Linked DNA regions of Mus musculus: regions 2, 3, 4, 5 and 6 are each linked to region 1. A link is a contact called in public ChIA-PET and HiChIP or PLAC-seq data. All regions are on one chromosome and are shown on one strand. The core of a region is the stretch at or near the end of the contact, and the rest is flanking DNA. Distances in the headings are between cores, read along the strand shown.

Region 1 (4,596 bases), core at 59-2,558:
AAATGTGACTATTAATAGAAACTCCCCGTCTTGAAAGAGGTATTGGTATTTTGGCTCACTTTGAATTTATTTGAAATGAAATAATTGAGGTTTATAGAGGCTAAAGTCCATGTTGATACTAGAAAAATTTAATTGTATTCTTCCTGAATATCTAACATTGTCTATCAAATCTTCACTTGGTGTACAGACCAATCCCAATGGATAGATCCCTATCTATTAGTTGTTAGCCAGTTGCCATCATAGACCTGGGAAACTATAAAGTCAGTCATGTGGGATATACTGGTCATTCATTATCAACCCGACTGGATTTAGAATCACCATGGAAACACATCTCTGAGTGTGTGTGAGGCTGTTTTCCAGAAGGGTGTAACTGAGGTAAGAACAACATGGACACATCACCATCATACATAGTGAGGCATTGGATCAAATAAAAAGGAGAAAATAAATTTGGCACCCTTTTCATTCCTTTATTCTAATTTCAGATAATGTGTAACTAGCAACTTTGTTGCCAGGCCTTCTGGACTGTGGGGGCCGTATTCCCTAGAACCCTAAACCCAAATAAATCCTTCATCTTTGATGTTGCTGCTTGCAGGTATTTGGTCACAGCAACAAATAAATTACACATTTAAAAACTGTGGTTTATCTGAAATTTAAACTTAATGGAGCACGTCCTCTCCCCACTCCACCTCCTGATTTCCCTGGAGGCATTTGCAAGATCTTAAGCTGTATTTTGATTGTCACAATTAGGGATAATGGTGTTACAGGCACTTTTGTGGACCGTATGGGGGTACTACTAAACGTTTTACATCCTCCGGGCAAATAATTGTTTGCTCTAAAATATAAATAAGCAGAGAAACAGAGAACAAAAAGGCCACGGTCTTTCAGGGCTCCTGGGAGAGAGACAGTGCAATTGTCTAAGTTCATCTTCAGTTTGGGTTAGAGGGGGGGCAATGTCCAGGCCTGGAGACAGGATGCCAGTGCCCAGAGTTCCTACGGCAGCGGATGAAGTAGCGAGGTCGAGAAGGTGGCGTGTGGCTAGTCCTGCGTGTGGACTGTGCCGCACTAGGCGGCTAGGAGCGCTTCAGACAGACAGACACCTACCCCTGCCTCAGAAAAGACCGCTGAGCTACTAAGACTACCAGGCTCCACAACACACAGAAGCCGCCCGAGGCTAAGGCGTCCTTCTCTCCTAGCAACGCGCGGGGACGGAAGTGGCTGCGGCGCCACGCCCCCTGCGCCTGCGCACAGGCGCGGCCTGCTGACGTGGACCGGGCTGCGGGGCCGAGCCCGGCGCCGAGGAGAGCAGCCGCGGCCGCTGTGCTGGCAGAGCGGCGAGCGAGGCGGGGATGGCGGCGCGGCTCGCTTTGCGCGGGGGACCCGGGGCTGCCGGCCAGCGCCCATGGCTGCTGCTGGCGCCGCTGCTGCTGGTCCCGCTGCTGGCGCGGCCCGCCGAGGCCCTGGTGGAAGGGCTGTACTGCGGCACGCGCGACTGCTACGAGGTGCTGGGCGTGAGCCGCTCGGCCAGCAAGGCGGAGATCGCGCGGGCCTACCGTCAGCTGGCCCGGCGCTACCACCCAGATCGCTACCGGCCCGAGCCCGGGGACGGCCCCGGGGGCGCGCCGCCGAGCGCCGAGGCTTTCCTGCTAGTGGCGACCGCCTACGAGACGCTCAAGGTGAGGCTCGCGGGCGCTGATGGGTGGCTGGGGATTTGGGTCTCCTAGCCGGGTGATCAGGTCCTCTACGACCCCAGCACACTGCTGCCGCCTGGACTTTTAGGAGGTCCACGTTTCCCACGTGGCCGTGGAATGAGCCACCTTGGCCCGCTAGCCAGCATGGCCACCTCCTCGAGGACAGTTTTGGAGGACAGCCAGTTCTGTTTTTGGACAGTTGTTATGCAAAGCTTTGCACTTATTTTATTTTTGGTGTAAAAAGCATTCTGGTTACTTGAGGTGCATGCTCGGAAAGCAGGGTGATTGTCAGTGCTAGGATCTGAGATAGGACATAGAACAGAAAAGTCTGAAATACTGAGTATTAACAACTGATCATGCCAATTTGATAGGACAGAAGTTTGGCCTCTGGGATAATGTCAATAATGACATTTATCTAGAAGCGCGCGCACACACACACACACACACACACACACAAACAGCGAACTATCAGTCCGAAAACTGGACTGTGACTTTTGGCTCTGACAACTCCTGAGTGACCTTGGATAGTTGTTTCTGACTTGGGGCAGAAGATTGAGAATTCCTAGTAGGAAAATAATTTTTGGACGTGTGTAGTGATCTGACAAAGGCTTTATTGCCTGCTGTGCATGTAGGAGGATTTAGCTTGACCCCCTTTTCTTTGATTACTGCAGTATATGTAAAAAAAAAAATCACCTGTTATGTCATGCTTGAGGGAGGTATTTCTGTTTCAAGAGCCCCATCGGAAGACTGCAGCGTCAGTCATAGCCGTGTTTCCATCATAGCTGTGTCTCTTTCCTAGGTTTTTGTTGTTGTTGTTGTTTTGTTTTCCAGCCTTCTTGTAATGACTACTTTGGATAGCTGTATTACCATTAATGGTGGATTAGTCCTCCAGATTAGCTTTACAGAGTTGGCAATTCGGAGTCAAATTCCCTTTCTTTCAGGCTTAGAGCAGTTTGATGTTTGGAGCTATTAAGACTGTACTTCACTGACTAAATTCTCACCAGCTAGTGAGAGTACAGTTTTTGTTGGCACTCAGTTGAGGTATGGGCGAGCAGTTAGAAAGAAATTTGAAGGCTTAGTCCCCATTATTAGAGGAATGAGTGATTGAGAGAACAGGCTTCAAAAAAACCAGAAAGAACTTGCTCCCCCTGGAACCACTCAGCACATGAACCCCAAACTGTTTGCTGAGGAACGTGTGGTTCTATGCTGCCCGACCTTCCAAGGGCCTCGAGGTGCACTGGGGGCTCTGCTGAGAGAGCCAGGACAGATAGGAGCAGAAGTGCTGGCAACTGTCGCCTTCGCCTAGGTTTTGTGGGGCAAGAGATGGGTGGGTAGGTTTGGCGGGGGAATGGTAAAGGTGTTCATAAGAACTTTGAGAACAAGTGCCAGGACTAAAGTGTAGTGCCAGCAGATGACATTCTCAATGGAAGTACTCCTAGGACTCAAAATAGTTATGCTATTTTCTTAGGGACACTGTTTCCAAAGTCTAATCTGGTTGTTTTGGTTGTTTGGTTGTTTTGGTTTGTTGCTTCTAAAGGTTTCTACTCTAAAGTTTAGAACTGATTTATCAGAAAATAAAAAAGCTAGGTAAAACAATGTGTCCACTCAAGGCCAAGGGGCTTCTAGGCAGTTATAAAGTGTGTTGTCTGGCATGGTGGTGCACGCCTTTAATCCCAGCATTTGGGAGCCAGGGGCAGGTGGATCTCTTGAGTTTGAGGCCAGCCTGTTCTACAAAGCAAGTTCCTGGATAATTGGGCTACACAGAGAAACCCTGTCTCCAAATACATACATACCACCACCAACCTTCCCCCTCTCCTCCCAAATACCTAGAGTTCCTAGAGAAAGTAACATTTTACTTGACTCTGACAAGGTGTTTGTAGTAGCTCAGAACACTCAGAACACTCAGAACACTTCCCAGCAGGGAACTAGAAACTTGTGGAGTTTGGCACTGGAGGAGAAGGCCCTGGGGAGTGTTCTAGCCCCAGCTCCCAAGCCGAACTACGTCAAGATACAGCAGAACTCTGAAAATACCTGTTTAGAATTTAGATCTGAACATAGCTTCAGCTTCTCAATGGAGTACTGATAAGCTCGTCTCTGCTCTTTATATTGCCTTCAGCTGGAAAAGGACGTTAAAAGCTGTGGTGTCAAAGACAAATAGGTTGCCTGATTTGTGTTTCTGTTGTAATGGAGAACTGAGAAAGTTGCCTAAGAATAACACTTCTGAGTAATGCAAAGACTTAATAAAGATGCCATCCAGTTTGTAGGACGGGCTGATCTTCCAGTTATTCTACGGAGGTCATGCAGATATAATCACTGTTTGTTTGTATCATATCTTTAGTGTGGAAGAAGGATTTGTGGGGGAGAAGAAATATAGATGAACTTTACTAGGAACTGGTCAGGTAGACTGGTAGGGGAAATTGAGGTCCAGGGGCTCTGGACTCTAGGATAAAAAAATGGCACCCAGAAGCCTGTCCCTAAATGTTGAGCATAAGTACATCTTCCACATGGGAACTGCATTCGTGTTTGACGTCAGTGGACTTGTGGTTCTGTGCTCATATTGAGAGCAAGGGGAGCAAGGTGGGCTTTGTTTTTGTTTTGCTTTGTTTTTTGTTTTTGTATTAAAAATAAGTACAATTAATGAGACAAGAAGGTAAGACCCGTGGTCATTACTAATTTAGGAACAAGTGAGTCCGACTGTGCATGAGGAGATTGAGGGAAACCCAGAGAAGGGGTGGGTGATGGAGGGAGGGCAGAGGCCGTCCATGTGCAGATGCTATGCAAGGTTACACTTGGTTCCTGTTAGCAAGGCCGTTCTGGGTCACGACATGACTCCAGACAGTTGTGATCTCACACAGTGAGTGTGATGTGGTGTGCTTTTATGGCTGTTGGGAATTGAGAGAAATCCTAG
Region 2 (4,556 bases), core at 1,200-3,699, 290 kb after region 1:
CAGTGTGCATTGGTTAATGCAGAGATCTCTTTCCTTTCCTTTCCTTTCCTTTCCTTTCCTTTCCTTTCCTTTCCTTTCCTTTCCTTTCCTTTCCTTTCCTTTCCTTTCCTTTCCTTTCCTTTCCTTTCCTTTTCTCTTCTTTTCTTCTCTCTTCTTTTCTTCTCTCTTCTTCTTCTTCTTCTTCTTCTTCTTCTTCTTCTTCTTCTTCTTCTTCTTCTTCTTCTTCTTCTTCTTCTTCTTCTTCTTCTTCTTCTTCTTCTTCTTCTTCTTCTTTTTTCGAGACAGAGTTTCTCTGTATAGTCCTGGCTGTCCTGGAACTCACTTTGTAGACCAGGCAGGCCTTGAACTCAGAAATCCGCCTGCCTCTGCCTCCTGAGTGCTGGGATTAAAGGCATGCACCACCATGCCCGGCAATGCAGAGATTCCTGACTGGTCAAAGTGCTGAGAAGCGGCTGATGAACGGGATAATACACCGCATATGCATATGAAATTGATTACATTTTAAAAGATACAGAAGCAGAGTGTTGGGAAAAGAGATATTTTAGGATGAGATGAGCATCCTGTATACATATTCTGTAATGACCAAAATTAACCTGTAAGCCCTGCCTGCCCAGGAACCAGGTAACTTCCTGGAATGCTGGGAATTGTAGTTCTGGAAAATAACAAGGCCTCATGGGAAAATATGGTGGCCTATAGGTTTGTCCTTATAAACCCCTGCAATATGTGGTTTGAGACCATTCCAGCTGGAAAATTCTGTGGAATGGTCTTGACCAAAGTTTAGTTCTTGATCAGTATTTAATATTTAATAAAGCTTGCCTTAAGTTTGGCCCAAAATGATGGAGTCTGTTTTCCTGGAGAATTGCAGAATTAACAATGCATGTACAGGATAACGGACAAAAGGGGGGGTATGGTAGAGGATACCGAGCTGTAGCCTTCCTATACTAGCTTACCCCTTGCTCTAAGAGAAATGTCTTATATGGATTTTTATGGGTGACTATGTGGGTCCCATGCAGGTGATTGACTCAAGCCCAATGTGGGTTTTAAGTAGCTTCTTCAGAAGTATGGGCTCTGTACGGCTTATCTTATTCACATGGGTAGGCAAGAGCTGCAGGCCAGTGGATCTGAAGACATAAAGAATCCAAGCTGTGTATAAAGGGCCACATGTCTGGGTTTTTTGGTGGTCAGAAATTCTGACAAACAGATTCTCCTTCTAGATGACCTTCTACCTAAACTACGCAAAGCTTGATTCATCTTCCCCCACCATTTGTTAAGGTGTTTATGAGTGATTTAGGCGGACGACCTGATTATTAGTGACTGCCTTAGGAGCTACCAGCAAGAGACCCGGGTGGATCAGAAACTCACATGTAGCAGCTTTCCAACCACAATGATTAAAACCAGAAACCCAGTAGATAAATGAAACATTGCCTCTTTACCTCTCCATGGAGGTGCCCCACTGTGGCTGCTCTGAATGTCCGACTCCCTCCTTGAAGATTGCTCTCCTAGTCTGGAGTACCCCCTGCCTTTCTTTTTCGCTGTTCTATGAGTGAAATCTTCTGAACTATCCTCCCTAAGTTGTATCTTTTTGGAAAATAGATACAAGCAATTTGCCACATGCTCTTAGTTTGTAGAAGAAATGTCTAACCAGCCACATTTTAATGGAATACATTTTATGTCCATATATGTTCTCGCCATATACAGAGAAACAGAGACAGGTTTTTTGAGGCTATAATGCTGGTGCCCATTTGTGGCTCATAGAGAAGTTCTGAAGGCAATTAATTACTAAAAAGGGGATCTCTCAAGATCTTTTGCAGTAGTGCTTAGTCTTTCCAAGTGACTACTTAAACGACAAATACAACTTAAGTGGATATCTAGCGTGCCTGAAGACAATGTTTCATTAGTCATAATGCCCCACTTCCTTTCTGTCCTCTTGCTGACCATTGAGCCCAGGTTCCTCCTTACCCAGGCCAGGCAAGCATTCCACCACTGAACTTGGGCCTGGCCACATGTTCTGTCTTTAAATGTTCTTTTGAAAGGTTTGATAAGCAACTGTCTCCTCCCCTTTCCTACCTCCCAGCACTGAGGCAATCCAATGAATCACCATATTGCTTCTGCATTCCTAATATCTCCCCTATTTCCTCTCTTGGCCCTCGATTTCAGTCTTTAACACCCCCTTTCTTTGTGCTTTTGTTCATACTCTTATGTGAACCCACACATTAATACACACTGCCTCTGGTTTCCCTTAGAGTCTCAGACAGGCTAACCTCTACCAGTCCCTCAGTGTCAGCTCCGACCCTGCCTACGGTGGTCTCCAGCTGTGAATCTCTCCATCATACTTTGTGTTATTCTACCCCACCCACAGGGTAATAATCCCATCCCTGGAGAGGGAGGATGAGATGCAGATTGACTAATGTAAAATAAAGATTAGACTGATTTCCCAGTCACAAGGAGTCATAATGAAAGTAAATGACATCATCGGTTTGTTTTGATCAGTTACAGGGCCAATTTGCTAAGGATGAGTGTAAAATTAACAAACAAAACAAACCCCAAACAGCTGACTTTTAAACTTTCAGTCTAACTGGGAACTGTCCTGGGAGACAGCACGGTAGTACATGTGTGTGGTCAGGAGGCCATAGCAGGACGGTTGTGAGTCTGAGGCTAGCTTGGGCTACGTGGCAAATTCCAGGGCAAGCTGAGCTTAGTAGTGACATGGAAGCCCCTGGTGCCACCAGTGAATGAGAGACACACATCTGGTCTTCATTAGGGTGTAAGAAAAGGAGCACCAAAGGGAGGTAGGTGGTCAACTGTCTGCCATCAATTCCAAACAAGAACGTCAGGCTAGGCATGCATGCCTTTAATCCCAGCACTCAGGAGGCAAAGGCAAGCAGATCTCTGTAAGTTTCAGCCAGCCTGGTCTACAAAGAGATTTGCAGGACAGCCAGGGCTACACAGAGAAACCCTGTCTCAAAAAAAAAAAAAAGAAAGAAAGAAAGAAAGGAAGGAAGGAAGGAAGGAAGGAAGGAAGGAAGGAGAGAAGGAAGGAAGGAAGGAAGGAAGAAAGAAAGAAAGAAAGAAAGAAAGAAAGAAAGAAAGAAAGAAAGAAAGAAAGAAAGAGAGAAAGAAAGAGACAGGAAAAGAAAGAGAGAGAGAGAGAGAGAAAGAAAGAAAGAAAGAAAGAAAGAAAGAAAGAAAGAAAGAAAGAAAGAAAGAGAGAAAGAGAGAAAGAAAAAGGAGAGTATGAAGACATAAAAGAAAAGAACCAGGTATCTGGTAGCAGAAAGGGTGGAGAAACCCCTGTGTGACTCAGGGTAAAAAACCAGCAGCTGTTCTTTGTGGCACCTTGTTTAGGGGCTCATCTCTCACCTCTATTCTATACCCTCCCAACCCCCGTTCTCACAGTTGTCACATCACTTTGCTTTCATTGATACAAGAAAGAGACAGATGAAGCCAAAGCTCCAGGTCACAATGTTTTCTGTCCTCTAGCAAAACTCAGAGATGGGACTTCTGTCAAACTAAAGTTTTTACACACAAACCAACAAAATGATAAGGACAATCCAGGGATGGGAGGAAATAGTCAAAAACCATAAGCCCAATAGAGTTTACTATTCAAAGTCTGTATAAGGAACTCAACAACAGGGGATCTGGTTGTTCTTCAGACACACACACAAACACAGACAGTCAGACAGACAGATACAGAGACAGTCAAACAGACAGACAGACACCCAAAACCCTCAGATGTAGAGAAAGGAGAAGCCTTGGCCAGGTATGGTAACCCTTGCTTGCATTCCTGGCACTTTGGAGGCCATGGCAGCAGGATTCTAATGAACTCTATGCCATCATAGGCTAGGGCAAGAACCTGTCTACAAAAGGAAGAGATATGTTGTTCACAGATGCTGAGAAGGTGAGTTAGTAAAGAAATGCAATATGGACATTTCCCTAAACACTAAACAGAATTTCAGTATGACCCAGCCTACTTCTTATGTTTATAGTCAAAGGGAATCAAATCATGATGTCAAGGAGATCTCTCCATTTCCAGGGTCTTTGCAACATTATCCACAGAAGGTGGGACACGGAGGCAACTTGAATCCCCATCAACAGAGAGATGGATGAGGGACATGTGAGACACGCGCGAGGATGTCATGTAGCCTTAGGGAGATCCTACCATCCACCCTGACGAGCCTCGGGACACTGCACTGCATGAAACAAGCCAACAGGGAATGAGACATACTGCACAGTTACCACTTCTGTTGCGCTCACAGAAACAAACGAGAAAGGTGGGGTTCTGAGGGCATGAGTGAGAAATGGGAAGACGTTGGGCATGGGGGTGGGGGCGACAAATGTGGGTCTGAGGGTAGATGAGTCTTAGCGACCTGGTAACCAGAGCAGGGACCGTGCTTAGCGAGAGCTCATTTTATATGTGAAATTTCTTGTGAAAGCAATTTTGGCTACTCTTTCTTGTGTGTGTGTGTGTGTGTGTGTGTGTGTGTGTGTGTGTGTACATACATGTTTATATGCATCCATGTGAGACTAGAAATCGACATCAGATTTATTCATTCCTT
Region 3 (4,081 bases), core at 640-3,139, 360 kb after region 1:
AAAAAATCCAAGAGACTGGTGAGCATGAAACAGTTTTTAATATACCATCATGCAGAAGGGGGAAGCCAAATCACTGATCTAGCACAAAAATAGGGGTTTTAAAAATCCTGGAGAAATTTCTGTCCTCTTCTATAGGCTGGAACTTGGACTCCGTCCAAATCACTCTCATAGACCTTGGACACAAAGGCTCAGCCAATGAACAATCTGGGACATAGGGCTGCCGCTCTCCCCATTTTGGATCCTGGGCTCAGTCACTTTTCTAACCCTCAGAAGCTGAGACAGACAGACCCCAGCTTCCAGTTAGGAGAGGGAGGGAGGAAGGGACCTTATGCCTCCTCTAAGGCCAACGCACTCTAGTTCATCTCATCCTGAAACAGAAGTAACAGCTTATTCTTTACATGGGGCCATGCTCCTGGATGGCCCAGCTGTGAACCCCCTGGATTCAGCCAGTGCCCAGTGCAGCAGAGATAACATTTCTGTCTTCTGGAAGATTGCCAGGTCCAGCATGGCCTTGATAGGGACAGAATAACATAGTTCCTGCCCCTGGGACAGGGCCAGCAGGCGTGGGCCTCCACAAGTGTCAATGGCTGCTGTGGGCATAATGTACATATTTGATGTTCCTCCTTTGAGGAATGTCCTCCCCGTTAACATTGATGCCTCCACAATGTTCAGAGACAGCACAAATTAAGGAGGTGAAGGTGTGGCTAACATCTCAGCAAAATGGTAAATGCAGGGACCTTCAGGACAGCCCTTGAGGCTGTGGGAAAGAACCATGCGTTTGAAAATATATAATTTCCCAAGTATGCAAAAACATAAGGATGCAATGTAAATTGCATAAATGAAATATATGGGGCTTCATGAATCTAAAGGAACAAACACAGCTGCACAGTGAGCCAACTTGTCAAACAGACATTAAGGAAGGAGATAGAGAGCCATTTTGAATTTGAAACGAGAGACAGAAGCCTTACAGAATTCCCACTCTAAAGTTGCCTGGAATCTCTATGTAGTCTCCTTTTCTGGAATCTCCTCGAGAAGTCAAAACATTGTACAGAAGGACTGATTGGTAAGATTCAAGCATCAGGAATACCAGACAAAGCTGGCAGTTTATTAGAAGTAGAACGCAGGGCTCTTGACCCCATCCTCTGTGCTCCCCTCATTGTGCCGATGAACCCTCGTACCTAATGTGTTATCCCCAGGAACAAACTGGAAAGGCATCCGTGCCTACCTGTCACTGAGGTTGTTATGGTTATTTGTGCGGAGCGCGGCTCAGTGGGTCTCAGAAGGGTGATGTTTATCGTGTAATCAGTAGCGGGGTACAGATCTAAACACACTTCTGGAGCTCGGTCTCTTGTTGTGAAGTTAAAGAGAGCAGCATGGTAGGAGCTCTCTAGATACCACCTCTGACCCAGAACCTCCACCTGTCAGACGGAAAGAGAGTGCTGCGTTAGCTTCCTGCTGGCTGCCAGATTCCTAGACTGTCAAGAAATCTCCTTCTGCTAATCTTTGTAGGATTACCTTAAAGACAGCAAAGCTCCTGCACCTGTCCTACCCAGTTTTCCTCTCAGGCAGGTGTAGGACTAAGATTGAATTGCATAACCAACGACGGACAGGGAATAACAAGACGGCAGGCGGTTCTAGAGCAATCCCTTGTGCCCACTCAAATGAAAGAGACTGCACCGAAGCTACTGGGCAAAAATTCTTTCGGTTTTGTTCATCCTGAGGACTCCATAGAGAAGCCCCACTGTGCGGGGTACTTAGCATTATGAGAACTATCCCAGGCCATGCTTTGAAAGTGCGATGTGGTTTCTCTTGCGTCTTCCTTCCCATCAGAGCTGGTCAAAGCTGATGAGTGGAGGCATCCCACATACTGCGATCTGAATCACACCGCTCAAGCAACAGTGAGTCACAGAGGAAGCGAGTCACAGGGGAAGTGCAGGACAGATCCCAGGGTACTATGATCAAACGTTATCAACCAGTACAGTTTATCTGGTGAAACTGAGTTTAATGAAGCTCCCATCGTTGGCTCTCCACCCTCCACCATTACTTTCAATCACTGAACGAACCATCCTCACAGATCATCCAAGACTGGATAACTAACTGGCTCATAAGGTTCAACTCTCACCCAAGCCTTCTGACTCTCTTGGATAGTTTAGGCACCCTCAGAGAGAGATCAGCAAAACTTGAGTCCCTTACACTCAAGGCTATGAATGTCCTCCACATGGTTCCAGCTGTCCAATGCCACAGTCAGGCTTCAGGGTCTAGAAAGCATTACCAGGGGAGCTGGGCACAAGATCTCATGGTACCCTGCTCTCCTGGACCACTTGCTGATAAAGGATAATGTATTCACATGTGATATGAACAGTGTGTATATTCTCACATGCGGACAGCTTTTGAGTGCTCACTTTTCTCCAGTGGACGTAACTATATCCCATGTATTACATAAATGGATCCTTAACATATTAAAAGTTCAGTTTATTTTTTCCATTTAACTCTTCAGTCGTTTTAGGGTGTGTATGTGTGCATAGATGCCTGAGGCTGGATGTCTTCTCACTGAACCCTGAGCTCACAGATTCAGCTAGCCTGGCTAGTCAGCAGCCAAAGGAATCCTCTTGACTTGGCACACAGCACGGTACCTGGCTCTTTAGGTGGGGATGGGGTCCAAACTCAATGCCTCACACTTAGGGTGGCAAGTACATTACTAACTGAACGGTCTTCCCAGCCCCAAGAATCACTGGTTTTCTTAACCAAGTGTTTGGCTAGCTTTAACAGAACTCCTTCAGTACTATCATAGAATAAACCATTTGGGTCCTTGAATGTGTCTCTTTTCTAGGGCTCTTTCTCACCGTCCAGCCCTGATTAGGATTTTCACTTCCTCCTTACCTCCCTGCTCCTCTTTGCCCACACCTCCCCTCTTCACCCCCACTTCAGCTAATCCCTACACGTTTTCTATGATACGATTGATGTGGGGTTTGCTTCTTAAAAATTACACCTTGTTGGGGAGAAGTGGAGAGGTGGCTCAGCAGTTAAGAGCACTGGCTCTTAAAGAGGACCTGGGTTCGATTCCCAGCATGGATACAGTGACTCACAACCATCTGGAACGCCACACTCTACTCCTGGCCTCCATGAACATAAGGCACATACACGGTGCACATACGAACATGCAGACAAAGCATGCACATTAAGGTAAAGCATAAGTAAATATTTAAAAAATTATACTTAGAAGTAAATGCATGCATGCACGCGCGCACACACACACCCATCCCATTATTTTTACATTTTTGTCAAATGTAAAAATTCATAGTATCTCATTACAGTTGCTGTTTATTTGTAAATTGGTATTTGTTTGACTTGAAACTCTTGGGTCATAATATATGATATTCTTTTGCTAAATATTTATGGAATAAATAACTGATTTTCACTTTATCACACTCGGCCTGAATTCCTCTCTCTCTCTCCCTCTCTCTCTCTCCTATTTTTTTTTTGAGGACTACAACAAATAATTCTATTTGAAGTTGCTAACCCTCCCCCCTCCAAAAAAACTGTACATGAGTTTACAAACATATTAATATATAAATAATGAGACAGGTCCTAGGGAGCCTCCCTGTTGTCTCTGCTGGAGGTGAAAACTGGAGGGGCACTGTCCCCACAGGCTGCTTGTTGCTGTGACGTCGCATGGCAGCTGCTCAGGATCCACTGCTGGCTTCTTGGGCACCTCCGGGTTCAACTGGCAGTCTGTCTTCCGCTGTGCTCATGACGAGCTGGAAACTTTGAACCTGCAGCAGTGGCAGCTCTTCAGCCTGTCATCATCATCGTTCTGGCTCAAGCTTGTGCTGGAAGGGACACTTCCTCTCCCGACAGTGCTTCTTGTGGCCAGGCCGGTCCTTCTGCTGGCACTGAAAGCCACAGTATCAAGCCACCGGGCAACCCCCACAGATGTTGAACTCTCAAAGCTGCTTTTCAATCACCATACAAGGAGGAGAATGACATTCATAGTAGGTACAGGAATTTTCTTCCTCTTCCACCACATCCCCATTGGCATTATAGTACTGGGTCACATTCAAGACAGGGAAATGTTCTTCTA
Region 4 (4,675 bases), core at 2,174-4,673, 310 kb after region 1:
TCCTCCTCCTCTTCCTCCTCCTCTTCCTCCTCCTCCTCCTCCTCCACCCCCCCTCTCTTTTTATTATTTTGAGACAGGGTTTCTTTGTAGCCCTGGCCTGGAACTGGCCTCTGCCTCCCAAGTGCTGAGACTAAAGGCATGTGCCACCACCACCAATTTCTCCCTTTAAAATTGGGACCAAAACCCCTTGACATTCCTACCACACAGAACCTTGCAAAGACAGAATGAAAGACATGCCTGTTGCACAAGCAAGTGTGTTCCATGACTGAGCAACACTTCAATTCCAATTTCCAATCTGGAAGATAATTCAAAGCTGGATCAAAATGGTCCCCAAGGTTGGGAAGAACCTCTCACCACCCCCACAGTAGGATTGAGCTATATTTTTAAAATTACATTTATCTTAGTGTGTGTGTGTGTGTGTGTGTGTGTGAGAGAGAGAGAGAGAGAGAGAGAGAGAGAGAGAGAGAGAGAGAGAGGAAAATGTGTGGACACGTTCACACCACAGAACACAAGCGACATTCTGAGGACAACTCACAGGAATCAGCTCTCTCCTTCCAGTGCATGGGTCCCAGGACTCCATCTCAGTCTTCAGACTGCTCCATCTCTATGGCTCCAGATCTAGCTTTAGTGACTGGGCCTCACAATCCAGATCAGCACTGTGGTCTATGGAGGGTCCTTTGTCTCAGGTTTTTGACTGCATTTTTCCCAGGACACTAGTAAGTTTCCTAAGAGTCATTCTACACGTTGATTGGGAGTCAAGGTAAGGAGTGGGGAAGGTATTATCATGTAAAAAACGCGTTCTTCACACTGTGGGAAAACCATTTAAGAAGAACAGCAGGAAAATGAATCGAGGTTCTTGCAAATACCACCTGCTCCTGTTGGGTGTGTGCCCAGAGCAGCTCCGCATCGCAATTTGGAACAATCAGAGGAAATAACGTTTGTGTGGTCACTATTTTTGCAGCTGTGGATGAACTCCTTTTACATTTATTTCTACACTGTACAGGCTAATAGTCTACTTACTGGTTCACCAGTTATTGAATCCAAGTTGATATATATATATATATATATATATATATATATATATATATATATATTAAACAAGTGAGATTTCTTCCTTTCAGTGGTAATTATGTTAAGTCCCCATGTGGGCATCTTGGACAGTTATTCTAGAATGCAAAATTAGAGAGCTGTAGAAATAGTGGTCCTAAATTGCTATCTATGGTTAGCTACTCAAAGGACAGAGCACTCTCTTACTAGCAAGGACCAGCAGCTGCCATCGAGAACACTGCCTCCCTCTGCAGTTGAATAGAACACTTTTTTTCCCAGTTGAGTAAAAAAAAACCCACCATGTTGGAACATGTGTGGGCTTTATGGACAGTGTGATGGTATTTGAGTAGGTAAGCATCAATGATTTCGAAAGAACAAAGAAGCTGATAGCTTGGGCTCATGATTCAGGAGTCTGGGAAGCATGACACAGGCATCTTCTTGACTTCTGATGAGGGTCTCTTGATGCTTCAAAGCTTAGTAAACCCAGAAGGAGGGCTGGACTCAGGAGTACCACATGCTCTTGTGGTAACTAAGCCAGTCCCATCAGGAAGGAACCAGTGCCTCCTGACACTCAATTCAGCTTGTAAAAGTCTCAGTCCAATCAAATTTCACCAAGAGTTTTGTGGAGACAAATCACATTTATATTATAGCACCAGGTTCCCAACAAACACCCCACAAGCAAGCAGAAAACACCCCAGCCATGACCCTGCTGGTGCACAGTTCTAGATCCACACTCTTCTGTGTTCCACCCTGAGGTTATAACCACACCCCTTTATTTCCCATGCTCTTGTGTATGTCTAGCAAGGGAGGGGGTAGAAGAGAAAACTCACAACCTTGGAGTTGAGCTGTCTGTTTTTTTAAAATATTTTTTTATTATGTATTTTCCTCAATTACATTTCCAATGCTATCCCAAAAGTCCCCCATACCCTCCTCCTACTCCCCTACCCACCCATTCCCACTTTTTGGCCCTGGCGTTCCCCTGTACTGGGGCATATAAAGTTTGCAAGTCCAATGGGACTCTCTTTCCAGTGATGGCCGACTAAGCCATCGGAGTTGAGCTGTCTTAAGAGAAAAAGTTAAAGAATACCCAAGGGTTTTAAAAGTCAAACTTAATACACTCTACCTGTATATCCACATGGACAGTAAGCCAGCCTGGCCTATAGCTGATGTTTCATGGGCTATATGAACACAGTTTCAGTCATGGTTACTGGGATGTACGTAGGGTATGTTAATCACTGTTCTTCCTAATTCCTAAAACTCGTGTAGATGCTGACCGTGCGCTGGATGCTGCTTCAGTCCACTGTTCCTACATTACCACAAAACCCAAATAGCTCAAGGGAGGCACAGAACAATTTTATAGAAAATGAGTAAGAAAAGGGGGACAAAAAAGAGGAATGGGGAAGAAATTACAGAATGGGTTTTTCTGGAAAGCAGACATCACTTTTGGTCTCACACAAACGACAGGAATTATATCAAAGCCACGAAGGGAACCTGAGAGAGTAGCCAGGCTATTGTACTTTCTGGTATAGGCCAGGGGCGAATCCTAAAATGCTTGAAACATTTATTCATATCTATTCATATTTGTTCTCTATCTGGTGAGCTCCTTCATCAATTCCAGCCCAGACTTAAGCCCATCTCATTACCTGTTGAGGAGAACAGATCCTGAACTAGTTAGTAGATGAACTAATTAAAGGAAGAGGCAGAGGTTCAACATCCAATGTCTATGGGACCTGAGTCACAGGGTCTGTGGCCTGTCCACATCCAGTGTAAACAGGGGCTGACTCACAGGGTCTGTGGCCTGTGGTGTTACATTGGACATGAGTCTTGAGGTCACAGATATACAACTGATCCAGAAAGCACGAAGCACACATAAACTGCTCCCAAGTTTTAAGATTCCACAGAGATGGCTATCATCTCAAATTCAGGAATGAGGTCATGCTGGGTTGGAGAAAGTTTCAGCCCCACACCAGGGCTTAGGATGGGAGCCACACCACAGACGGGCCTGAGAAGCTGTCAGAACATCTGTGCATCATCAAGTCAGTCTTCCCAGGCTGAGCCATCTAGACAGAGACGGGGGAGAGAGGGCACAAACACTGCACACCCTGCTGTTTCCCCATGTGTGGCTCATGCCCAGGTCCACAGAGCCCAGGCAGGGAGGCTGCACAGGAGACCAGCCTTCCTGCTGGACTGATGGGGTGGTCATCACTATTCCAGCTTTTCCTACTCTCAGCTGCAGGGTCAGCCACACTGTCTCCTGGCTGCCTGAGCCCCGACCCTCCCTCATGCCCAGCTGTTCTGCATGACTCCTACCCCAGCCTCCCCCCAATTCCACTCATTCTTCAAAAGTGACAGTCTCACATACCACACTGCTGAGAAGGAGAAGAATGCAAGGATGGTCACAAAAGCCACGGAGCCCAGTCCAACACCCACCATCTGCTGCGCTGTGAGCGATGAGTCTGTGGGAAGAGACCACATGATGAGCCCACAGCACGTCCCATCACCACATCCCATCACCACGTCCAGTCACGACCCTCCTGGGAGAGCCATATCCAACTGCGCACATTCTGTTTTAATCTGAAGCTGGGCTTCACTTAACAAAGAATCCCAAGAATGCCTCCACAGAGCCCCTGCGTCCCCAACAGCTCCTGTGGATCTCAGGCCTCAGGAAACCACAGTTTCAAAGTATTTCTATCAAGGAAGCATAAAACCAAATCATACAGGGGAGAAAAAAAAGAACCTAAACTTGTGGACACACCAAAGCTACGTGAGGCGCGCTGTGTGCAGATAGATCCTCACTCCGGTCACTTTGATAGATTTTTATGGGTCACTTCCTTGCTGATGGAAGAAGTCATCCTGCTATCATTGGACTGCAGGCTTCAAAAATGTTAGTCAGTTCCAGTGGTCACATATAAATTTTATAAATTATAAAACCTCTGTTTTCACTACATTATCAGCAGGATAGTAGCACTCTGCTCTGTCCCACGGACTCTCAAAGGCCATGTGAAAGTCCTCAGAACATGTGTTCTATGTAGGAAACGTCACATGACAATTTCAGGGCCATCCCTGATTACAAATGGAAAACCACTCACATTTGTGGTGCACATTTGGTTCAAGAGACTTTATTTGGAGTTTCACGTCTCCAAAAAAGCTGTGATTTTTATTAGAAAACACGCATTTACCAGTCTGAGTGGCACACACTGTTGTAAGCATCTCACACAAGCTAACTCAGGCTCCTGTGGCAGTTAACTTGGAATGCCAATTCGGTTGGGTTAAGGGGTACCTGGGAGGTTTGGAAAGTATACTCCAGGGTGTGTCTGTGAGAGAGGGAAGACCCACCCTGTATATGGTCATCATTATTCAATAAGCCAAAGGTTTGGGTGAACAGCAGCAGAAGAAGCTGGCTGGCTTGGGCTTGCTTCCCTCTCTTCACTTCCTGGCCACTGTGAGATGAGCCTGCCCCAGCAATGGTGAGCCACCTCATTCAAGCCAGAGCAATGGAGCTGGTTGACTCTACACAGACTCCCCTGAAACTGTGAGCCCAGTCACATCTCTTACTCGCCTAAGCTGTGTTGTCATAATGAAAAATTAACTCGTGCATCTGCTAAGAAGTGTTTATATTCCCTTCTTC
Region 5 (4,662 bases), core at 879-3,378, 470 kb before region 1:
ACTTGCATGGACAATGCACGTGTGTGTATAACTCATGCAGCCACACACAGATCTTTTTTAAACAATGCCTTTAGGGGATGAAATGTGTCCTACTGTAGACTTCTTTCCAGGAATATTAAAGAACAAACATCCTGAAAATCATTCCAACATTAAAGCACCTGAACTTGTTGAGTATATTTTATATGCACAATATGAAGACCCACAAGCAGCTACCTGTGCGGTTTTCAGCCAAGTTGGCAAAAGTATCGAGTCTCCATGGAAACAATATATGTCATCAGCTGAGGTAAAAGAAGTCTGAATGTGGCCAATGTTAAGATCCCAAACCCCGTCAGCTGTTAGTCTGGTGTTTACAGAAAGAACTCAGAAGGACCATAGAATCAGATCAAAGATCCCCGAAATTGAATGTCAACAGGTAAACCAGAGACGTGAACACAGACTCGCATCACAAGGGAGGAGGCACAAAAGTGTGACTGCCTCTGGACTTGGATGAAAGTTGCAAAGAATCTTCCCTGAGAACTTACAGACAGGCACCTGCCACTAATTAATCAGAGACTGAAATTAATCCTATTCATCTGGCCACCAAAAAATTCAAAGGGAAAATTGAAACTGCAGTGCCCATGGGTTAAAACAGAAGCAAACGCATATTCTTTCCAAAGTGTTTTTAACCTAAGTTCTAAATGCCCAGAGGGAAAGAAACACAGAAACATATACAGGCATGGGGTGGGGTCAGAGTTGGAGGAAGGACTGGGGGCTGGAGGAGCACAAAACATTTGGAAACAAGCCAGCACATACTGACGTCACCAAAACCAACAAATGCAAAGTTTATACATACTGGAGTTGTCAGAACAGCTTATAAAATGATAATCTTTTAATAAGAGGACATTATTAAAAGGATGATAGATTTTAAATTACTCCATTTTTAAAATGGGACGGTTGAGATGGCTCAAAACATAAAGGTGCTTGCCAGGCCGGATGGCCTGAGTTTGATTCCCCTAGGCAGCATGGTGGAAGGAGAGAAAGAACTCCAGCAGGCTGTCTTCTGACCTCTGAAAACACCATCGCTCATAAGCACACTTAAACCACACACACACACACAGAGAGAGAGAGAGAGAGAGAGAGAGAGAGAGAGAGAGAGAGAGAATACGTAAATAAATGTTAAAGAGTTGAAAATTATTCAAACTTTCCAGAAACGAAAACTCAAAAGAAAATAAAACACACAACAGAGAGCAGCTGAAGAAAGAATTAATACACTAGAGGTTTACTGGGAAGAAATTACACAGAGACGTGAAAAGAATCTGAAAGTAAAGTTCAGATGCAGGAAGCATCGTAGCCGCATATGTAGCAGAGGATGGCCTTGTGGGACATCAGTGGAAGGAGAGGCCCTTGGTCTTGAGAAGGCTCAATGCCCCAGTGTAGGGGAATGCCAGGACATGGAAGCAGAAGTGGGTGGGTTGGTGAACAGGGGGAGAGGGATGGGATAAAGGGTTTTAAGAGGGGAAAACAGGAAAGGGGATAACATTTGAAATATAAATAAAGAAAATATCTAACAAAACAAAACAAACAAACAAAAAACCACACACAACTTTTGGTGTAGAAAAAAAAAAGCCCAACCTACAGAAGTAACAAGTGTAAAGAAATAGGCCAAAACCAAAATACCCCAGATTACATGCATGGTGGCTCATGCCTGAAATCCCAGCACTTGGGAGAGTGAAGAAGAAAGATTTCCATGAGTTTGAACCAGTCTGGGATACATAGAATTCAAGGCTAGACTGGGATGCAGAATGAGATATGTCTCAAAAGAAAAAAAAAAAGAAAAAAAAAAATAAGTCCCAGAATTGGAAGACGACATGAGTCCACAGAATCAGAAAACAGAAACATTAAAAACAAAATAGAAACAAAACTGAATTTTCTAGATCACTGATTAACACAATACATTTGATATGCTCATCTGTGAGTGTGAGCATTCTTAAGCCCCAAACAACGTGCCTGCAGATCTCACAAACCAGCCTGGTAGTGCTAACAGCGTCTGTCTCTGGTGTCTGAGTCTTTCTCTTGCATTGGTATCTAGGGAGTGGGGAGGGGGTTGGGAGAACAAGAAAGCCAGTCAGGGATTCTTGATGTTGACACACATCTGGCATCAATTTTGACTCTTGGGAACCCAAGCAGTGGAAGCAAAAAGACCGGAAAACAAGGTAGGAACTGAGACCACCTGTCTTAAAGCACATAAAAATTTACAATCCCCAGCAATCACAGGGGCAAAGTCAACATTTTCTAAGGCCTTTCAAGACAGGGCAGAAGAACAAACATCATCAAGAAAAGAGACAGAGCTGAAAATGTTTGCCTGCTGGTTCTCTTTTTTAGTGACATCAAAAGTGCATCAGATATAAAACTTTTTGGTAAGATGTCCTTGAACTTTCTGGAGGCCACAAATCATAATCAGCAGTAGTAAAAACTCAGACCCCAGGCGGAGCGCTTTCCTGCGACCTTTAATACATACATATTATTATCTAATGATAGGAAAACCTCTCTGCCTTCTTGGGCTCACACAAAATATCATGGCTCACCCTCTTCTTCCAGAAGGCTGTTCCCCAGGCAGAGAGCAAGAGCACCAGAATTCAGAAGAAAGCTTCAATGTTTTCTATCCAGCCTTTACCTGGTCTTTAAAGGGATTCTGGCCAAATTCACAGAGGACACAACAGGGAAAGATCAGGCCATCAAAGACAGTCGGAAAGCACGTCATTCCTAGAAACATTGCAACCTGCAAAGAGTAAACTTCAATGGCGATGAGAACTATCCTGGCTTTTTCATGTGCGCATACGTGGGTGATGGGTGGGTCTATGTTTGGTTTTAATGATCAATTGACTACAGTTTTACTAGACTTCTCTCAGCACAGTTTATAAAATGGTATTGATTATAAAATTTAATACAGCATCTCTCATGATTGGCAAGAAACCCCTAGAGTTGTTACTTAGTTCTTCCTTTTATCCAGTGTTTTAATCCTAACAGAATATCTGCTGCGGAGTCTCTAGTGAGTCCTTCAGTTACAGGAAGCTCACTACCTTCCAAAGCCAGTGGTAAATTCCTTGGGCAGGTCACATAGGACAAATTCTTTCTTAAGAAAAGTTCAAACCATGGTACCTAAAAAGTCCACCAAGGTGGGGAGGGGGTGTAGCTCAGTGGAATGGTACTTGCCTATGATGTGCATGACCCTGGGTTCAATCCCCAATACCATAAAATAATAATAATAATAGTAATAATAATAAATACATGCAGCTAGCAGCTCTCCTGGATCCAGGATCCAAACCAGATTGATCAAACCCTCCAGGATTGTCAGATGATGAAATCAAAGATGACCTTGAAGGTTCTCTTCTCTCCTCTTTCTCCCATCCCTACTTCTGCTTCACAATTGTTTCCAACTTCTTTTTGCTCTCACAGAAGAATAGTATTTCGTCCCAAGAGTATGTATATCTGGGTACTCAAACACATAGCCTCTTTTGAGAGCACAAAAGCAGACACAAAGTGACTAGGTATATCTCGTGCTTGTCGCTAATGGGATGGCTGAGGGCATAGTAGAGCCCTGGTGATCTTGTCACCAGTCTAAAGCAGTTATCTAAAACAGGCTTCTAAGCCCTTCCACTCATGACCCCACTCGGCACAGGGTGTATAAAGTTGGTATAAAAATTAAGTGATATATGGATAAGAAATCATAAAGAAAATACTTGTCAGTACTGAGAATGCCTTTTTAAACAAAACACATAGTACAAAATGCAGGGCCACTTCAGAAAGCATGGAAGAGTCTGTCTTCATCTCAAGCCAAAACTCACTAGATCATTTTGAAAGAAACTCAGGTTAGCAGTTTAAACAACAAAGTTAAAAACCCAGCATTCTGAAACAACAGAATGAATCCACACTGAGTAGTACATGGGAAAACATTATAAGTTTGTTACACGTGATGAAGCCACTATGATTCCATAAGAGAACTTGGTATGTACAGAAAAAGAAAAAGAAAAACAAAACCCTACTACTGACATCCATAGCATAATCTCCAATCTGAGCTGGGGTGTTTGAGGCAGCTCTGATGTCACTATGAAGCCTGACAGCCCATGTGAGGCAAACTGTGTGCTTGTAAAGCCAAGGCTGCAGGAGTTTGGGATGTATTTGGTTATTTGACCCCATGGAGGGTCATGATCTGCTCGCTGTGTAACAAGCTGGGTAAGAAGGTGGTATCTCAGATGTGGAAGGACGAGGGCAAGGCAGTGAACTGGATGAAGCCTAAACTGCTAGAAATAAAAGCACCCATCATAACTGTTCTCTCACACGGGATCACTTCACTTTGTGACTAAAATTACAAGTCTGGAGGAAGAGAGAAAGAGAGAGGGAGGGAGGGAGAGAGAGAGAGAGAGAGAGAGAGAGAGAGAGAGAGAGAGAGAGAGAAGAAGAAGAAGAAGAAGAAGAAGAAGAAGAAGAAGAAGAAGAAGAAGAAGAAGAAGAAAAAGAAGAAGAAGAGGGAGGAGGAGGAGGAGGAGGAGGGCAAAAGAAGGAAGGAAACTCCAATCACAGAACAAAGAATTCCTCTACTATACTGGAAGGCCAGTAGATTTGGCCTACAGCCCGTATTAAGTCTAAGATGTCATTCTTTCAAGTTTGAATTTCAAACGTTTC
Region 6 (4,590 bases), core at 2,038-4,537, 440 kb after region 1:
GAGCACCCTGCTTTTCCTTCTAACTTATCAGAGCAATCCTGTGTTGTCAGTCAAAGTCACTGACTTTTTCTCAGCATGCTGTGAGCTCCAATTCTGGTTTCCTCAGCACCACACTAGTCCAGGAATGTTAGCCTTCTCTCTTCCTTGCACCTATCGTCTAAACTACTCTGCTCCATGAACCCATCCTTGAACTGAACATGGTACAATATGCCTATAATTCTCAGCACCTAAGGCTGGGGCAGGAGGATCATTTCATCCCCACATTTTCTACCTTTGAGAAAGCAGGGTTTGTTTTTTTTTTTTTTTTTTTTTTTTTTTTTTTTTTTTTTTTGTAGAACTGGATTCTAAGTTTGTAGGAAACTGTCTACCTAAGGAGAGTCATTCAACAAGGCAGCCCTAACTTCATTTCCCCCAAAACATCTCACACTTTCCAGGTGGCCAGGAGGTGTGGCTCAGTGGTAAAGTGTATGCTTAGATGCAAGGTCCTGAGTTCAATCCACAGCATCTAAAACATCTAAGAAATAAAGTGTAGACAGAGTGACTTCTGGTTATATTCAGCCATCTTAGACCAATAATTCAATGAACTGTACTTGATACTTTGCTAGGCTAGAGTTTTTACACAGATCCTAAAACCGTTTTCAATTATCTATAGGTTTTTATTCACACTGTTATGGGAGACTGTGCTTGCTACTTTTATGTCTACTTGACACAATAAGTTAGAGTCATTTTGGAAAAGGGAACTTCAAGTGAGAAAAACGTTTCCATAGATTGGCCTGTGGCGAGCTTGTGGTGCATCTTCCTGATTGAAGATCGCTGTAGGAGGATCCAGCTCACTGGAGGGTGCTTACCCCTGGGCTGGTACTCTTGGGTGTTGCAAGAAAGCAGGCTGAGCAAGCCATGGAGATTGAGTCAGTAAGCAGCACTCCTCCATTGCTTCTGCTTCAATTCCTGCCTCCATGGTCCTGCCTTGAGTGTTTGCCTTGACTTCTTTCTCTAAAGGACTGTGATCTGAGAATTGTAAGCTAAAATAAACTCTTTCCTCCCCAAATTGTTTCTGGCTGTGCTGTTTTATCACAGTAGAAACCCTAAGACAGAGACCCAAGGGGGAAGGAAGAAAGCCTACTGAAGTACCAGATGTCAGAGGTGGAGGGGAGCCATTCTAGAAAGCTGAGACATCAAATACCCAAAGTAATGGTAAAATTCACTAGGCAACCAATAATCCCTACACTGGGGAGGCAGAGGCAGGGAGATATCTGAGTTCAAGGTCAGCCTGGTCTACAAAGAAAGCCAGAGCTACACAGAGAAACCTTGTCTCAGGAAAAAACCCAAACAACAACAAAGTAGCAGGATAAGAGAATTTGGGAGGGCAGGAATCTGCTCCACTAAGCCCACTCATCTCGTTTCTTTTCCACTTCTAGAGCCTGTTTGGTTTTGCAAATGTTTGTTTTTGAGACAACCCACTCTATGGTCCAGACTAATCCCAAACTCATGGTGCCTCCCTCCTCCGTGTCCCAAATTCTAGGATTAAGCATGAACCACCACCACTCTGGAGCTCAGTGCTTGGCTTTATTAAGGAGATGCCAGAGAGAGACTGGGTGTCCTTGTATGTATGTACTGTTTGCCATCACTCCCTCAGTGTCCTACAATGGCTCCTGGTGGCTTCTCACCAGGAAGGAACAGTTAAACCCAAACACCATGCTCTCTCTGCCAGTCAAGATGAGACTGACTCCCTCTTGCCAAATCCAGTCTGTTTTCTCATCTCTAGCCCCTTCTGTATTCTGCGTCCTGCTTTCCCACGCTATCCCCAGTCTGAAATCCATCCATTACTCTGTTGGGCTTTTCGTTTTGTTTGTTTGATCACAGTGTTTCACACTGTAGATTAAACTACTCTGGAACTCACTATGTAGCTCAGACTGGCCTGGAACTCACGGCAGGCAATCTTTCTACCTATCTCACACATTGGATTCCTTTTTACACACATTTCTAAAGACCTCTTACTATGGAATGGGGCACCCCTCCCCTTTTCCGAAATCCAAGGAACCGCTCAGCTTGTCTCATGCATAATGGCTGCCCAGTAAAACACAGTTGTCCTCTCCTCTGACCAGTACACCTTCTCAGAGCACTTGACACGTTCTGCTATTATGTGGGCAGACTTCGCCTCATTTTCCTGTTTGAATCCTCCGTGTCAGGTAAATCCCACCACGCTCACTGGTCCCAATTTGTCTAAAACACAGACTATTTGCCTGCCTCTCTCCTTGGGACTATGAACCACTAGAACGCCAACATTGCACGGTTACATCTGACCCAGGGAAGATATTAAAGGACTTTCTACGGATGGATGGATGGATGGATGGATGGATGGATGGATGGATGGATGGATGGATACACAAATGCATGGATAAACAGACTAAATAAACGAATGGATGAATGAACTAAAGGATAAACTCTTCCTATAAACTTCCTTATTCTTCTTTACATTCTTAACATTTAGTTCTTCGTGGAAGTGAAAAATAAGGAAAGGGACAGGTGGTGGTGGGAGAGCCACTACAGGTCAGGAATTTGTCCTGCAAAAGCCAGGGAGACTGGAAGCTGTAGAACCAGCGGCTCGCCCTCCCACATCCTCCACGCGGCGCACCGGTCCCCCAAACCCCCACCCGAGTCCAGTCCCCACCCCACCCCCACCCACTCCGGGAGACGCGAGTTGGAGCAGGGCCGCCTCCACTACACACCCCACAGTCCCCGGGGCGGGCAGTCTGGCGTGCTTCTCGCCGCTCCGCCTCCATGATCCTTCCACGCCCCGACTCTGCGCCTCCAGATCCGGAGCGCGAAGCGTCCTGCGCGCCGAGTACCCTGCACTCACCTTCCGTGCCAGGCTCTCCGCTGACGCCGCGGGCTAGGCTGAGCAGCAGCACGAGCCGCAGCAGCCGCTGCAACCCGCATCCTGGAGAGCGGCGCGTGCCCCGGGGACCCCGGCCCATGCCGCTGGCTCCCTCCCGGCGCCCGCCACTCCCCGGAGGCCCCTGTGCAAGGAGATAAGGCCAGAGGCGCGAGGAAGGGGCGGCGCAGAGGCTTCCGGCGCCGGGTTGCGCCGGTCCCGGCGGGGAGCAGGGTCCCAGGTCCCCGGATCTAGGTGCGCCTGGTGCACCGGCTGCGCGCGAGCTGAGCCACGGGGAGAAAGCGGACTGTGCTAGGGGGGAAACATCGCAGTGCAAGTGTGACTTGTGGAGACCAGAGAAGTGCAGTAGCCACAGGAAAGGGTCTCTGACTGGACGGGTCAGAGAGTTGGGAGGTGGTGGCCGCCCGCGCGGAGGGAAAGAAAGGAGAGGAAACTAGTCATGGGCCAGTTCACCCGGGGTGCACATGCTGGAACAGGTGACAAAACAAAAGTTCCAGCTACTTGCTGGACGACGCCCTCCTTGGCACGTTAGGAATCGAACGGGGAGAGACACGTGGTGAGAAAGACATGGAAGACAGGACAACCGTGTATTCTAGAAACCGAGGGACCGTTTTAAGGTGGGGACAAAAGGTTAGAGAAATATATGGCAGAGTTAAAGAACTCTGCTCTGAGAGTAGGGTCAGCATCAGGGCGTGAGGGGATCCGGGAAGGGGCAGGTGATCCTCTGAATTTTGGAGAGAATCAGAAATGGAGTGTTCAGGGACAGAGTCCACCACGTCTTAAGATTAGTGCAATATTAGAGAAAGGACAATATTAGATCAAGGAGAAACTGTGAATGTCGCTTAGATCTATGCTTTGGGTGGACTGTGGTGGGAGACTGGGGAGCAGAGGGTTAACGTGAGTTAGGAATTGGGGTTGAGGGAGGCTGAGGAAGGAAGATCAGTTTTGTCTGTGGGGCCCGCCCAAGTGCAGGGGGCACTCCCCACTTCAGCAGGTACCCTCATTTGCTTTCTCACCGGTGAACTAGCCCTACCTCTAAGGCAGGCAAATACACCCATATAAGGGCTGAACTTGGGCTGCCTTAGGAAGAAACCGTTAAAATAAACTTCCTAGTCTCTTGTAACAAGTTTTCTTGAAGATTATTTCTGTCCAACAAAGAAAGAAGCCTGCTTTGGGAAGTAGTAGAGCACCATGAAAGTGTGAACATGTCTCTAGGTGTTTGGGCAAAACCAGTCTCCAGGAACCCTCACAGGTCATTGCACAAATCCACTGTTCAAGACATTTTTAAAACAACCTTTATCTCTACTTCTCATGCCCTTCTGCAAAATAAATATGTATATATACTTTAAAAAAAAACATGATGCATGAAAAAACAACTATCCAAGACTTGGACATGGGAAGGAAAATTACTGGGTGTCTCTTTCAGCATGCATGGGAGTAAATGCTATCTAACCCACTTTCCGTGGATTATTCAATTCAAAAGTGTACTTTTATGAATGTCCTACTGACTAGGTTTGTTTGTGGCTTTATAAGAGTATACGTTAACTTAAATAACCCCGATGACAATATTATCAATCAGAGCTGTCTGTCTGTCTGTCTGTCTGGGGTCCTTTACCTGAATAGAAAGAAATCCTGAGACCACAATGGCAGTGCATGCCTTTAAGCCCAGCAGTCAGGAGGCAGAAGCAGAAGGA

The links. ChIA-PET counts read pairs in DNA pulled down with a chosen protein or histone mark. HiChIP or PLAC-seq counts read pairs in DNA pulled down with a chosen protein or histone mark.
Region 2: a contact with region 1 is called in an RNA polymerase II ChIA-PET map of memory CD8 T cells, with 5 read pairs. The contact joins the enhancer-like site here to the promoter of Dnajc25 in region 1. A contact is called at or near these places in 2 of 39 promoter capture datasets (HPC-7-derived erythroid cells and hematopoietic stem and progenitor cells), 1 of 484 Hi-C or Micro-C datasets (bone marrow-derived macrophages) and 3 of 115 datasets of contacts at active chromatin or transcription factors (bone marrow-derived macrophages, memory CD8 T cells and stem cell-derived neural progenitor cells).
Region 3: an H3K4me3 HiChIP or PLAC-seq map of bone marrow-derived macrophages shows a contact between it and region 1, with 3 times the contacts expected there. The contact joins the enhancer-like site here to the promoter of Dnajc25 in region 1. A contact is called at or near these places in 5 of 39 promoter capture datasets (the 3T3-L1 cell line, 3T3-L1-derived adipocytes, HPC-7-derived erythroid cells and 2 more), 2 of 15 datasets of contacts at CTCF or cohesin (the NIH/3T3 cell line and large pre-B cells), 4 of 484 Hi-C or Micro-C datasets (CD8 T cells, the G1E-ER4 cell line, cerebral cortex and 1 more), 3 of 115 datasets of contacts at active chromatin or transcription factors (bone marrow-derived macrophages, memory CD8 T cells and microglia) and 4 of 9 other capture datasets (adipose tissue, liver, macrophages and 1 more).
Region 4: an HNF4G HiChIP or PLAC-seq map of pancreatic cancer cells shows a contact between it and region 1. The contact joins the enhancer-like site here to the promoter of Dnajc25 in region 1. A contact is called at or near these places in 2 of 39 promoter capture datasets (liver and pre-B cells), 2 of 15 datasets of contacts at CTCF or cohesin (the NIH/3T3 cell line and large pre-B cells), 1 of 484 Hi-C or Micro-C datasets (bone marrow-derived macrophages), 3 of 115 datasets of contacts at active chromatin or transcription factors (bone marrow-derived macrophages, embryonic stem cells and pancreatic cancer cells) and 2 of 9 other capture datasets (adipose tissue and liver).
Region 5: a contact with region 1 is called in an H3K4me3 HiChIP or PLAC-seq map of embryonic limb bud, with 2.5 times the contacts expected there. The contact joins the enhancer-like site here to the promoter of Dnajc25 in region 1. A contact is called at or near these places in 1 of 39 promoter capture datasets (cranial neural crest) and 1 of 115 datasets of contacts at active chromatin or transcription factors (embryonic limb bud).
Region 6: an H3K4me3 HiChIP or PLAC-seq map of bone marrow-derived macrophages shows a contact between it and region 1, with 3 times the contacts expected there. The contact joins the promoter of Susd1 here to the promoter of Dnajc25 in region 1. A contact is called at or near these places in 6 of 39 promoter capture datasets (the C10 cell line, hematopoietic stem and progenitor cells, liver and 2 more), 1 of 484 Hi-C or Micro-C datasets (B cells), 3 of 115 datasets of contacts at active chromatin or transcription factors (the SCID.adh cell line, bone marrow-derived macrophages and pancreatic cancer cells) and 1 of 9 other capture datasets (liver).

What each region holds. Positions count from the first base shown.
Region 1 is chr4:59,001,885-59,006,480 of GRCm38.p6, forward strand. It overlaps Dnajc25 (DnaJ heat shock protein family (Hsp40) member C25), which reads left to right and starts at 1,309. Exons shown (of 4, transcript NM_001033165.3): 1 at 1,309-1,673. The coding sequence starts at 1,347.
Region 2 is chr4:59,292,847-59,297,402 of GRCm38.p6, forward strand. No RefSeq gene overlaps it. Among named protein-coding and RNA genes, the nearest start is that of Gm35578, 13 kb to the left of the region's middle. Within about 2 kb of position 2,450, at least 21 of the 459 cell types and tissues checked have an H3K27ac peak or open chromatin away from gene starts, as enhancers often do. A contact at or near this core is called in bone marrow-derived macrophages and memory CD8 T cells, where this site is marked.
Region 3 is chr4:59,364,497-59,368,577 of GRCm38.p6, forward strand. Susd1 (sushi domain containing 1) reads right to left here. Exons shown (of 17, transcript NM_001163288.2): 10 at 1,226-1,418. It also overlaps the pseudogene Gm12527. Among named protein-coding and RNA genes, the nearest start is that of Susd1, 72 kb to the right of the region's middle. Within about 2 kb of position 1,890, at least 51 of the 459 cell types and tissues checked have an H3K27ac peak or open chromatin away from gene starts, as enhancers often do. A contact at or near this core is called in CD8 T cells, the G1E-ER4 cell line, the NIH/3T3 cell line and 4 more, where this site is marked.
Region 4 is chr4:59,312,303-59,316,977 of GRCm38.p6, forward strand. It overlaps Susd1 (sushi domain containing 1), which reads right to left. Exons shown (of 17, transcript NM_001163288.2): 16 at 3,410-3,503; 17 at 2,381-3,107. The coding sequence ends at 3,107. Among named protein-coding and RNA genes, the nearest start is that of Gm35578, 33 kb to the left of the region's middle. Within about 2 kb of position 3,424, at least 93 of the 459 cell types and tissues checked have an H3K27ac peak or open chromatin away from gene starts, as enhancers often do. A contact at or near this core is called in the NIH/3T3 cell line and pancreatic cancer cells, where this site is marked.
Region 5 is chr4:58,528,358-58,533,019 of GRCm38.p6, forward strand. The region is part of intron 1 of Lpar1 (lysophosphatidic acid receptor 1); the gene reads right to left. Among named protein-coding and RNA genes, the nearest start is that of Lpar1, 23 kb to the right of the region's middle. Within about 2 kb of position 2,129, at least 7 of the 459 cell types and tissues checked have an H3K27ac peak or open chromatin away from gene starts, as enhancers often do. A contact at or near this core is called in embryonic limb bud, where this site is marked.
Region 6 is chr4:59,435,346-59,439,935 of GRCm38.p6, forward strand. Susd1 (sushi domain containing 1) reads right to left here and starts at 3,288. Exons shown (of 17, transcript NM_001163288.2): 1 at 2,861-3,288. The coding sequence starts at 2,978.